3 separate regions of the Danio rerio genome follow, and regions 2 and 3 are each linked to region 1. A link is a contact called in public Hi-C and HiChIP or PLAC-seq data. All regions are on one chromosome and are shown on one strand. The core of a region is the stretch at or near the end of the contact, and the rest is flanking DNA. Distances in the headings are between cores, read along the strand shown.

Region 1 (4,098 bases), core at 867-3,366:
AATTGATCAAATGCCAATCCTGTTGATTTAAAGTTACAATCAGAACACCCAGTTCTTTCTGAAAAGCTGAAACAATGGCTGAAATCAGTATGATTCATTTCAGATTGGTCAGGTCTACATTTTGGTTTAGTATGTAGATTGACTTACATTTGTGGCTCTGTAAATGTGTTATGATCACCAGCGATCTAGTAGCTGCAGATTGCTGATAAACACACTGAACGCTGGAGAACTACCTGTACTCTGACACCTGTTCTGGTTTACTTTTGATTGCAAACACACAGCTGAAGCTATTCAGAATGAATCAAACGGGCTATAAAGACAGCACACACACACACACACACATTATTGCTGAGTCTTGTTGAACTGATTACGCTTAAACATTATGACGCATATGCCTTGTCTTGCCTTGCCTTGCCTGGCTGTGTTTGACCCTAGCTTTGTTTTGTTTGTTTATTTGTGTTGTCTGCCTCCAGCCTTTTGATCATCTGCCTGTTGCATGACCACGACCCTGGAATGCATGTATACATCTGTTTGCCCCTGTGTTGACCGTTGCTTGCCAGACCATCTCTGTTTAATAAACCTGCATTTGGATATGCACTTCCTTTGTCAGTGTCCACCTTATGTTACAATGCACAGTACATGTCTATTGTATTATTAGAATGTTTTTTATTTGTTGATTTTTTTATTTTTATTATGTAAAGCCTAACCAGAGACGAGGGCTGCAAATTAGCTTTATGCTATATGCCCTATGTACTAACATTAATTGTCTTTGTATAACAGTGTTTGGTGTATTGTCCCTTTTAATTAAACAAACAAATAAAATAAATAAAACATACTCGTTGTTAGCATTTAATAACCCATTTCTGGCTAAAATGTTTTTCAAATAATTCCTAAAAATAGTGTAAGGCTTAAAATTACCCTGTAAAAAATACAGCTTGAAAAAAAGTTGAAATTACTTTTTTTTTTTTTGTTAGTTTGGCAAAAATCTTCTTAGTTTGGCAAAAAATCTTATACAGACAAAAATGTCTGTATAACTACATTTAACATATTTACATAACCTAAATCAAAATTTTCTTCATTAAGTTAAAAAGCTTAGTTTTGTTAGCAAAATTTTGCAACCCAAAATATCTTCTGCCAACGTGTTACTTTGAGTTAATCTCAGACATCCACACTTGAAAAAATAAAGGTTTCAGTATTTCTAATCCTAACAACAACAACAAAAATAATAATAACACCAATAATAACATTATTCTTTATATTATTAACAACAACAACAACAAAATTATTCATTTGTAAATTGTCTTTTTTCTGCACAGCTGCAGAAAGACTTTTAATTTGAATTTTCATCTCACATTTACCTAGTTCGCTCTACGAGAAAAAAAAAAAACTCTTAGCGAATGTGGACGGTTCATTTGTATTGAACTGTTATGTATATTTATGGACGTTTTTTCCGAACAAAATTCTAATGAAAATTCATTTCAAAATTTTTTAGTTTTGTCCATTAGAATTCAAGAAGAGATTTTAATAAATAAATAAATATGTTCCTTGCTTCACATATTTTATTCATCAAATTAAAACTTCCTTCCCATGTTATGTTAATGTATTTTTAGGCAAATACAGTGCTTTTAAATATATTTAGAACTTTTTTTCATAAATATTCAAAAATGTCCAAGAAATGTGGCTGTAAAAACTGTATTTATGTAAATATATTTTCTTAAAATTTATGTTTAGCAAACATTTTTTGGGGCTGTTATTTGTGTATTTTGAAATATATGTTGCTGTTTTTACCTTAGGGGTAATAGATGAGGCATAGGCCTGTTATTAGCAGCTTCATTACAGTTGTTGTTTTTGAAATTTCATCTAGCACATCATTTGTCGGTCGTCTCCCAATTCACTTGCTAAACCCCTCAAAAACACGAGAAATGAAACACCCAGCTGGCAGACACAGAAGAGCCAATCAGTCATATTTATCACAATGCTTCAGTGGATGTTGAAGTGGCCAAATGTGTGTGTCGTGCACTAACACAAACAGGCAGCGCAGGGAGATAAGAGGGTATTTAGGCAGTAATTAGCAAGCGTGAGAGTGAAATGGCGCGGCGGCCCGGTGTGATATTTGCTGCTGCTGTGTTTAAAGGCAGCCTGAGTAAACAGTACAGGGAAGGTCAATATTATTACAAGGAGGTCTTGGAACAGTGAGACTGTGGAGCTGAGGAGGAACTGACAGCTGTTTCCCTGTTCCCTGATCAAACATGACAGGATGTCGCTTCCTGCATGTCATGAATATGGACTTTGAAGATGAATTGGGATATTTGCCACCTATTAGTATGGGAAAGGGAAATATCAATCTGTCTGTCTATGTATATTACATAATATATAATATGCAGGCTGGCAATAAAAACTTTGAAAACATTATCTTTTTTTAATGTTTTGAAAGTAGTCTCTTTTGCTTCTCAAGGCTAAAAAGACTGTCCGTAAAATAGCAGTTTTTCTTTTTTTGTGATTCATGTTTTATGCATTATGGGACCATTATGGAACTGTAGAGATACATTTCCAAATCAAAAGTCGATGGAGCAACCACAAACAAACAGAAAACACAAAAACGGTTAATTAACAGAGTTTTTACTGTGTATATTTATGTGAAGTACAGTAAAAACAGAAATATTGTGAAATACTGTGTTGGGGAAATAAAACAAACATCAAATAATATATTATAATCTTATTTTTTGTCCAACACTGAATATTATTTAATTTTTGAAAGTTTTTTGTGTGAATGTCTTGTGGGTACTAAAATTGTAAGCTGAATTTCAACATCATTACCAACTTTAATGTCACATGATACATGAAAATGACAATTAGTCAAAACAAGAAGTCTTTTCATTTGTTGATTAGATTGAAATAATTTTTTCTACTAAATATTGATTTCTTAACTGCTCTTAAGCTAAAACAAAAACATTTTGTTGACATTCTTCAGAATTTAAATGTCTGGACAATTTTGCTTTTGAAAGTTTAATAACATTAAAAAAAATATATTATAATACTAGAATTTGTTTCATAATATTATATTTTATTCATTAACAATAAAATAACTACATTTAAAGTCAGAATTATTAGCCCCCCATTGATTTTTATTATTATTATTTGAAATATTTCACAAATGATGTTTTACAGAGCAAGGACATTTTCACAGTATGTCTGATAATGTTTTTTTTCTTTGGAGAAAGTCTTGTTTATTTTATTTTGACTAGAATAAAAGCCGTTTTTAATTTTTTAAGGTCAAAATTAATAGCCTTTTAAAGTAATATTTTGTTTTGATAGTCTACAGAACAAAGCGTTGTTATACAATAACTTGCCTAATTACCCTAACCTGCCTAGTTTACCTAATTAACCTAGTTAAGCCTTTAAATGTCACTTTAAGCTGTATAGAAGTGTCTTGAAAATATCTAGTCAAATATTATTTACAGACAGCATGGCAAAGATAAAATAAATCAGTTATTAGAAATGAGTTATTAAAAATATTATAGAAATGTGTTGAAAAAAATCTTCTCTCCATTAAACAGAAATTGGGGATAAAATAAACAGGGGCGCTAATAATTCGGGGGGCTTAAAAATTCTGACTTCAACTGTACATAAATGCAACAATTTTATGTTTAGTTGGTGACTGTTTAAAACAGGAGAACAAACATTGTCCTGTGCTGCCCCCTGCTGATACCATTTTGAATTACAAACCTCAGAAATCAGATTGGTCCTGGATCCACAAATAATTGCCCTCATTTATCAGAGGTTGCAATCAAGAATTTCCACCATTTTAATTCGGATCGGTTTGTTTCTTTTAAATGGCATCCAGCTGTGATCAGTTTCAAAGCTTTTTGTGCAAAAACAAACAAGCGTATCTCAAGCTCTCATTTCACAGTTGAAAGTGTGAGTGTGAGAAGAGCAGTTAAATCTCCTCCAACAAGGCCTTCTTAACGGGGCACTAAAGTATACTGTCAGATGTGTGTGGATGTGTGCTTTTGTCAGCCTGTGTGTTTGCCTTTCACAATTTGCTTTGACATTTGTCATCTTCTGCCAACAAAACAGAGAATGCTGAGCAAACAGCAT
Region 2 (4,497 bases), core at 1,496-3,995, 200 kb before region 1:
TCTGTTCTGTGCACACACATAATGATTGCTTTGAGGATTCACTCCCTTATTTAAATGCAGCTGTCACTCCTTGAGTTCATGTGGCCTGTTAACCCTTGTCTGTATGCGTGAAAACTCATTGACTCACCCTTTTTTTTGACTATACAGAATGTTTTTGTGATGGGTCACCGAGCAAGCATGAAACCTCAAATACATAGACCAAGAAGCATGCAGAAAGCTTTCTCGCATGCATGTATGCTATTAACCTTAGTTTAAATTTAAAAAATAGCAGGAGTAATAACCTATATTACATTTTCACACTGACAAAGTTATGTGCAGTTCTCTTAAAATATTACAGCAGAATAATGTCAGTAATGGCACTCATAACGACTCCGTGCTCCATCTCTGGATCCACCCCTGATATTTGTTCCAGCCAATAACCCTTCCAAATGGGATGGACAGAGGTTTATAGTTTAATCGAACAATGGTTGGCTTTTCCTCAGATCTTTGCATTGAAGTGACCCTGAAGTCTCTGAGCACAAACATCTTAAACACATCTAATTAGGACAGTCAATCCTCTGTGATCCAGTAGACTTTTTGCCTAAAATTATATATTTTTAAATGATTAAAAAAGAATAAATACGCACAAAAACATTATTAAGCATATCTGATTACACTCCTATTTGGGGAAAACAAATAAAGCCAGGAACAGTTGGCTACGCTGAACCAGCCTTTGAGTGGAATAAATGTTTTGTTTTGTGGTAATGCGACTTGCATAGAGAAAAAAATCAAACTGATATTTAGCCCCTACTAGCTTTTCCCTCTTTTGTTTTACGCAGGGCTCTTTTTACCACATGGTAGTGACAGATTGTTTGAGCTGGAAGGAAAAGCCATTCGAAGCTAATTAAGCAGCCATTCCAAGCACTATTCGCAGGCGGGAGGCTGAGAGGCACAGGCATTTGTCAGCGCTCTACCCCTCGTGGGCTTGATTGACAACTTAGGTCTCGAACTGACAACCCGTGTCGCTCTAAGCCAATCAGACGCTCGCCAGCGCTCTGATTGGTCAGCATGCTCTGAACGAGGCGCTGAGCCCCACGTGGGTCTGAGCAACACATGATAGGTTGAGTTTTTTTTCCGGGCGCAGACGTGGGCACGGAGGGTGTTGCTGAGCAGACAGCGTGAATCAAGTAATGAGGGCTGATTTCACAGATTATGCTGTTAATTTGAGTTACATTCAAAATCGGTAGCATAACTATACATTGGCAATGAGGGTGCTCTCTCGCTTCATTTTGTTATCCACGTTAGGCGCCCTTGAAAGGGACAAAGGGGGACATTTGAAGGATGTTTAGACTCAAGTTGCTCACATTTTTTTAAATCACGGACAAATTCGCAGTTTGTTGAAATCATGACATTTAAACATGATGGGAACATAAAAAGAGCAAGTAATTATAAACAGATTCCATACGACTGGGGTTCCCTTTAAAACGCAGATATATGTTCGTAAATCAGCGAATAGAAGCAAAATTGCAGGCAGTTTCTTTTGTAATATGTATTTCTGAGGCTACAATCTATCTCTTGAGATTTCAGTTGGTGGCTAGACTTCGAACAATCGTCGCTCATGTAAGTTGTTTGTCTACGGGGAAAGCAACCTATTTAGAGCCAAAATGGCGAACATGAGGTCAGGTGTTTATTGGCCAATCAGCGCGCGCAAAACGGACGTGCCCCACGTGGGATCTAATATCTGATTGGTCGGATGCGTTGAAGTCCTGTTCGAGATTTGATTGGTCGTGTTCGGTTGTTCTCGCGGTAGTTGAGCCCGCGTGTCAGTGGGCAGTCTGTGTGTGGTACTGCGAGTGTTGGAGAAACTAGGCAAAGCGACTGCGAGCGGCTGGCTCGTACGAGGCAAACTTTTCGCCATCAAACCATTTTTAAACAAGCAATCAAATAGGGATTGGGAGAATTTATCAACACCCTGAGAACTGTGTTCAAGCAAGTCTTAACAGAGGAAAACAATCTCGAAGCGATTGTTAGGCGCTGCTTTTTTCTTCTAGGGTTGGGATTGATTCCCAACCAGCGCCTAATACTGATCGTATAAGGTCACGAGTGGAGGACTTCGACGTTTCCTCGGTGCAAGGAATTATTGCTGCATTTACCTTCGCGGAAAGGGATTTTATGGAGACTGAAGGTAACGCGGAAGATAACTTTCACAACAATCCACTCGTAATTTAGTCAGTCGATTTAGCAATTAAGCACTCTTCATGCTTTGTTCCTGTTTTGTAGTTTACAAAGCTGCTGCCGTGAATATTTATCCCAGACCAAGCTAAAGAAAGAGTCTGTTTGACCCATTTATCCAGGAATTGATTGGGTTTCTATTGCTGTATTTCTGACATTGTTCTGTAATCTTGTCTGGTTACATTCAAGCAAACAGCAGTCAGGTAATCTTGTTATTGCGAGAAGACTCATAAGCAGCTTGTTAGTCGCAGCTCGCAGAGCAGATGACAAGCAGCAAATGTGTGTTTGCCTCGCTCGACACAACTATTCTGTGTTTACAGCACACGCGCAGCTGAACGCTTGACTCTTATTGGAGATAATGAACCAACGCGCTGTGTTTTTGTCTTGCTCCTCGCCTGTGTGAAGGATAAAGGGGTTAAACCGGGGATCAGGAGCGGGAGAAGCGCGTGCATCGGGTGGACGGACCGGGCTTTGTGTGTCCGCGAGTGCTGGGAGGGGTGACGGACGGGCTCTCTCTCATCTACTCGGATTACTGAAGAGCGCCACATCCCCTGGATCTTCTCCTCGGAAGGGATACATTCAAGATGTATCCGCAGGGCCGGCATCCGGTGAGTATCATAAATTATGATATTGATGCTTTGTGTCCTCGACAGACGCGCTCCTCGAGCGCTGGGCTCGCGCACTATTGTGCCGCGCGGTGTGCCCTTTATTTCTGCTCAAACTAAACGAGGCGGAACTTGCTTCTATCGTTGGTTTTCATGTGAGTTTAAAGTGGAAATGTGTACGGGAAAGAACTGAGGAGGAGAATCAGCTGCTAGTTTGCTTTTATTATTATTATTTCTTCCTCCGGGGCTGTTTAGACGCAGTGACCCGTCTGTGTCACGCCGACCGCTGCTCAGTGTGTGAGGCTTTTCCCACCAGAGTCTCAAAACCACCGGCAGGCCGAGCTCGAGGGAGCGCCTGGGCACTTCTGACAAACCGCAGTTCAGCTCCGATGAAATATCATTTCCCTGAAAATCAGGAAGCATGAAATGTGTTATTGACACCCGTGACTTGTTCAGACACTCAGCGAAAGTAAAACCTGAGACCCACGGACTGCTCTGAAAGGAGTAATGGAGAAGGTCGTTGGTTGTTTTGGTTATGGTGGTAGGAAGTCAAAGCTATAGTGACATTCCGAAAACACGGAATGTTGGTGTAATGGCATATTGCATCAGTGGCTAGGCTGTATTAATAATGCTTTTTCTTTGCAGCAGTTCACATAAATGATTGATATTATTTTTCAGGCACCTCACCAGCCTGGCCAGCCGGGCTTCAAATTCACTGTAGCAGAATCTTGTGACAGAATCAAAGACGAGTTTCAGTTCCTTCAAGCTCAGTACCACAGGTAAATATCTCTGCTCGCTGAGCTGTATGCGTGTCATGTGTTTATCAGAATAGGGTTTGTGTAAATTAACCTCGAGTTCATAGGAACTACAAGTATAGTGCCTTCATTTCACTATATGAAAAGTGCTTTAATGTTTGGGGTTTCATGGAAATCCGTGTAAAATCAGCAGTAGTTTGTGATGTGAGCCAATACGTTGCATGTGATCTGTGGCTTTGGCATTCACTAAGAAGTCATTCTGGATCTTTCTCTCTCTTAACAGTCTTAAAGTGGAGTACGACAAACTGGCCAATGAGAAGACTGAGATGCAGAGGCATTATGTTATGGTAAGAGCTTGTTTTTTTTTTTTTTTTTTTTTTTTTTAATCTGCTGATCTTTTGTTCCTTGAAAACATCAATAGGGCCACCAGCCAGCTATCTGAGCTAATGTTTAGTGTCCACTACCCCTATTTATTGTGTTGGTGTTTGCATTGATTGCACTAAAGGATCAGTGTTGGGGAGTGTGGGTGTTTTTATTTGTTGTAAAATGCCTGGAGGGTGTTTTGGGCAAGGTGTTGCTGCTTGTTCCGTTCGCTTTGACCTAAGGGGCTGAGTGTCTAAGTGAAAGAAAAGGTAGCCAAATTCAGTTTGATAATCAAGTTTAGCATTTCAAGAGTGCTCTCTGACTAAATTTGTTCAATACAAGAAAATAAATAAGAATACGAAATGTAATGTCGTTCAGTAAATGTAAACAAGAATATTCATTGGGCTGTTTGTGATCTCTGCTAACCAATAAAATAAAACAACACTCTTGCACATGTACAGTTGTTTTTGTCTTGCATTACCTAGAGACATGACCTAACTGAAATGTTATCAACCTTCAGGATGATTGCAGCCTCACTCAATATTGACCTTTGTGCGCAATTC
Region 3 (4,450 bases), core at 1,719-4,218, 220 kb before region 1:
GTTTCTGAAGAGGCCCCTGAGTGGCTCTGTCATTCACACGGAGCCTCTTGAACCTGCCCGCCCTCAGCCTCCCTACATCCCAATTAATGGGAAAAAAGGCTGAGAGGGGGTGCTTGACTCTGACAGACGCTCTTTAATTGTTATCCTCAATCCCTGTGGATACTCTAGTTTTCACATTTGCAGACACAGGCTGTCTGATTGCTCTGCGCCTCTGCATAAGCTCAACACCCTCTGTGCTGAAAAAAGATGTGCAGAGCAGATGAGTGCTGCTTCAACTTTTGTATTCCAATAAATGTTTCTATTATCTTTCCTAATTTGGTGAGGTTACGAGTGGTGCAAATTCATATAGCATCTGCAGAAAGAAAATGCCGCTCAATATTACAAAAATGCACTCATACAGAAATAAAGGCCTCACAGAGGGTTGTGAAGATGTTTTTCTTTTTACTACTTTATGTATTTATTCATGATCACTTTTAACTGTCATTTACTTACGTGTTCAGCTAATAACTTGGTGAAAGTATTGTCATTTTTACTAAAACTTAACGACAATAAGATATAAATAAATGTACATCACCCATGCTGTTGTGTATGTATAATGTTTTTTTATTACATTTTTTTAAAACCTCAACAGTCTGCAAGATTTAAGATCAAACAAATATAATAATAATAATAATAATAATAATAATAATAATAATAATGATGATGATGATGTGAGCAACAGGGTGGCTCAGTGGTTAGCACTGTTGCCTCACAGCAAGAAGGTCGCTGGTTCGAGTTCTGGCTGGGTCAGTTGGCATTTCTTTGTGGAGTTTGTATAATCTCCCTATGTTCATATGGGTTTGCTCCTATTACCCCCACAGTCCAAAGACATGAATTGAATAAACTAAACTAACCATTGTGTATGAGTGTGTATGGATGTTTCCCTGTACTGGCTTTCAGCTGGAAGGGCATCCGCTGTGTAAAACATATACTGGATAAGTTGGTGGTTCATTCCGTTGTGGTGACCCCTGATGAATAAAGGGGCTAAGACAGAGAAGCCCAAACTAGGGCCCGCGAGCCAAAGTTGGCCCATGGTAACCTTTGGATTGGCTCACCATTCCATCTGAGAAGAGAATGAGAATTATGGGGAGGGCTGAGGCAAATGCCTTAAGATCGACATTTCTAATTTAATGTGTTTGTTTGACTGTTGAGCTAACTAAAATTAAATATTTCGTAACACTTTATTTTGATGGTCCATTTGAATATTAGTAGACTGTCTACTTAATATCTTGATACAGCTCCTTCAACAGACATTTAACTGACTATAAAAAACTTTGCAAGTACATGTCAAGTTACCCTAACCCTAACCCTACTTATAATCTAATGAGAATTACTTTTTTTTTAAAAAAGTAAATACTGTCACTTGACGATGCAGAAGACATCTGCGAGCAAATCAGATTCAGCTTGACTGTAGTCAAAAGAACTACTTTAATAAGTTCATTATAAATTTTTTTAAATTATACTGCATTCGATAATTTAAAGAAATGTTCTCTACTCATTTTTTCATTTCCCAAATAAATTAGGAAACTATTCATTGCGACTTTATTTGATAAAGATTGGTGTATTTACCTTTGGCCCACCACCCTCAAATTAAGTTCTATTTTTTGGCCCTAAACAAGAAAAAGATTGGGCACCCCTGGAGTAAAATAAAGGTAAATAAATGAATGAATGATGATGACAATGATGATAATAGAAAAATAATATACTTATAATAATGTTATAATACATTAATTAATATAAAATTAATATCAACAATTCTAATATTAATCAAATATTTAAAGTATTAAAAATGTACAAAAAAGGATGAATTCTTTATTCAGATCCAAACAATGCATTTTTGACTATTGCAAATATATACTCATAACATAAGACGCAGATTTTGTGGTCAAGGGTCACAAATAAAAGCTTAAACTTTAAAGTAAAAAAAATCTAAAGCATTTCATTTAAATGAGATCAGGAAATGTAGATCATATATTAATTAATGTAAAATTAATATTAATAATTCTAATATTAATAAAAAATGGCTTATTCCTAATATTAATACTAAAATTTGCAATAGTAAACATATAATTTTAAGGCCCTACAGCACTATCAAAGAATGGTTATTTGTGGAACATAATAAAAAAGGTACTGTTTAGCACCAAAAAGGGTAAGGATATTGTTAGAAGCTGTGGACCCCTACTTTGTTGTTTAGAGCCATTTTTCCTAAGAGTGAGTGTATCATTCGGTTTATCATTCTGTGTGTCTTTCATCCTATTCTTGCTACAGATATTTCATTGTTTTTATCTTTTTCATATTTCAGTTTTCAGTACCTCATCTGCATCATTTTTGCCACCTCAATTAAATTCTGATTAAAAAAGTATTCTCAATTCAATTCTGAATGACGCAGAAACTGAATAAATTGTGAAGTCCTTTCAGATAGATTACGTCTATATTGACAAACGTGTTGAAAACCTTTCCTCACACGTCAGTCTATGTTGAAACTTACATCAGCAGTGATGTGTGGATGTGAATAATCTCATTTAATACCTCTGATCTTGTTCTTTGTTCATGTGTCATCTCATATTTGTGGCTGAATTTACCAAATAACCGTTGAGCGATGACACCAGCTACGCCCTAATGTGACATTCATCGGTCTTCTTCATAATGAAAGCAAGCGTGCAATGCCAATCCATCAACTGTGGTTTACACACAATGTCTACAATGTTTACCTTTTCTTGTTTTGACTGTTTGCAGGATCTGCTTGCCTTAATTCACCTTTGAAACCGTTTCCTTTTCTCTCTGTTTGTGATGGCAACCAGTCATTTCACCTCATGCTGTTGAGTTATTTGTGTTTGTGTGTGTGTGCGTGTGTTTGCGAGAGAGCAAGAGAGATTTCACACCCCGTAGGTTGTAGGCTGTCAGTGACGCACATTCCAGACTGTCCGCCCAGGCCTCTGTCACAGCGCCATTAACACCAGTGCATGCTGGGAGTGCCACTCTTCTCTGTGAGTGCATTAATGGAGCCTTTAAAAAGGAAGGTTAAAAGCAGTCCATCCTGCTCAGATCAATTCTTTATTGTGGTAGCGAACCGTGGCTACTGTGACTCTTTCTTCTTGTTAACATAATGCTTTAAAAAGCAACCGAAAGGATTTTACTGTATAAATAATGCAAATGGAAGGTAATCACTAAAAGCAACAGGTTATGGCACGCTCATCACTTTTCAGGGCCGGCGGCGAACTGTACACAGACTTAAAAGCTTTTCTGCTGTGAAGGAAGAAGGAAAATGCAGAGCTTTACGTGAGCTGAATAAAGCAGTAGCATTGATAGAGAAGTACAGAGACAGCGTTTTGTATTCCCGGATACACCATCACCTCACAGAAGGGGACAAACCTCTTAAGACCTGAGCATTAGATACAGCACGGCTGCTTTATTCCGGCGGTGTTCATTAGGTCAAGACGGCGGCTAGGGCTTTCTTAAAGCACTCAAGCAGAGATCACGGTCATTCATGTATAGGTTAGATAAAAGAAATGCTGCAGCCATGATTTAAGTATTGCCAGAGTACTGGAAGAAAGGAAGGGACGTTGAGTTTTAGTTGCTTTTCAATAATCAAGAACCTTGCTTTAAACTTTATATAAATGTTGCTATCCGTGACGAGGTCATGTTAATTCTCTGTAGTACAATTAGGATACGTCAGAACTTCATTGATCCCTGTGGAGAATGTTTGGTTGTAATAACAGATCCCAGAGGACATGATGAAACAATAGATATTTCAAAGAAAACCTGTTGTGAGTTTCTACTTTCAGTTTAGTTCACATCAAACGCATTAATGCACTTTACAGTGTACACATTGATTTATAGCTACAAATGTATAGGTCACACTTTACAATAAGGTTAATTAGTTAATGTTACTTAATGCATTTACTAACATGAACAAGTGATGAACAATACATTTACCACAGTATTTTTTCATGTTAGTTAACATTAGTTAATGAAAATACAGTTGTTCATTGGGAGTTCATGTTAGCTCACGGTGCATTAACTAATGTTAACAAGCATGAGTTTGGATGTTAATAATGCATTAGTAAATGTTCAATTATGATAATAAATGATGTACAAGTGTTGTTCATGATTAGTTCATGTTAGTAAATGCATTAAGTAATGAACCTTACTGTAAAGTGTTACCAATGTATGCAGTTAAAGTCAGAATTATTAGCCCCCTTGTTTATTTTTCCCCCAATTTCTGTTTAAAAGAGATTTTTTTCAACACATTTCTAAACAATAGTTTGTTCATTTTTAACAACTCATTTATTTTATCTTTGCATACATATGGGTGTTTTCCAGTACTGGGTTGTCACTGGAAGGGCATCCGTTGTGTAAACAATATGCTGGATAATAAATGATAAAACAATAGATACTTCAAAGAAACCCT

The links. A called contact is a pair of places that touch in the nucleus more often than the background predicts. HiChIP or PLAC-seq counts read pairs in DNA pulled down with a chosen protein or histone mark.
Region 2: a contact with region 1 is called in an H3K4me3 HiChIP or PLAC-seq map of gastrula embryo, with 5 times the contacts expected there. The contact joins the promoter of tle3b here to the enhancer-like site in region 1. A contact is called at or near these places in 6 of 18 Hi-C or Micro-C datasets (caudal fin, embryo, fibroblasts and 2 more) and 3 of 4 datasets of contacts at active chromatin or transcription factors (caudal fin, embryo and gastrula embryo).
Region 3: a Hi-C map of embryo shows a contact between it and region 1, with 1.9 times the contacts expected there. The contact joins two enhancer-like sites. A contact is called at or near these places in 1 of 18 Hi-C or Micro-C datasets (embryo) and 1 of 4 datasets of contacts at active chromatin or transcription factors (caudal fin).

The regions. Positions count from the first base shown.
Region 1 is chr7:33,540,354-33,544,451 of GRCz12tu, reverse strand. The region is part of intron 2 of LOC141375393 (a long non-coding RNA gene); the gene reads left to right. Among named protein-coding and RNA genes, the nearest start is that of paqr5b, 28 kb to the right of the region's middle. Within about 2 kb of position 2,116, at least 15 of the 62 cell types and tissues checked have an H3K27ac peak or open chromatin away from gene starts, as enhancers often do.
Region 2 is chr7:33,738,677-33,743,173 of GRCz12tu, reverse strand. It overlaps tle3b (TLE family member 3, transcriptional corepressor b), which reads left to right and starts at 2,745. Exons shown (of 20, transcript NM_131780.1): 1 at 2,745-2,819; 2 at 3,495-3,595; 3 at 3,855-3,918. The coding sequence starts at 2,796.
Region 3 is chr7:33,756,544-33,760,993 of GRCz12tu, reverse strand. No RefSeq gene overlaps it. Among named protein-coding and RNA genes, the nearest start is that of tle3b, 18 kb to the right of the region's middle. Within about 2 kb of position 2,968, at least 11 of the 62 cell types and tissues checked have an H3K27ac peak or open chromatin away from gene starts, as enhancers often do.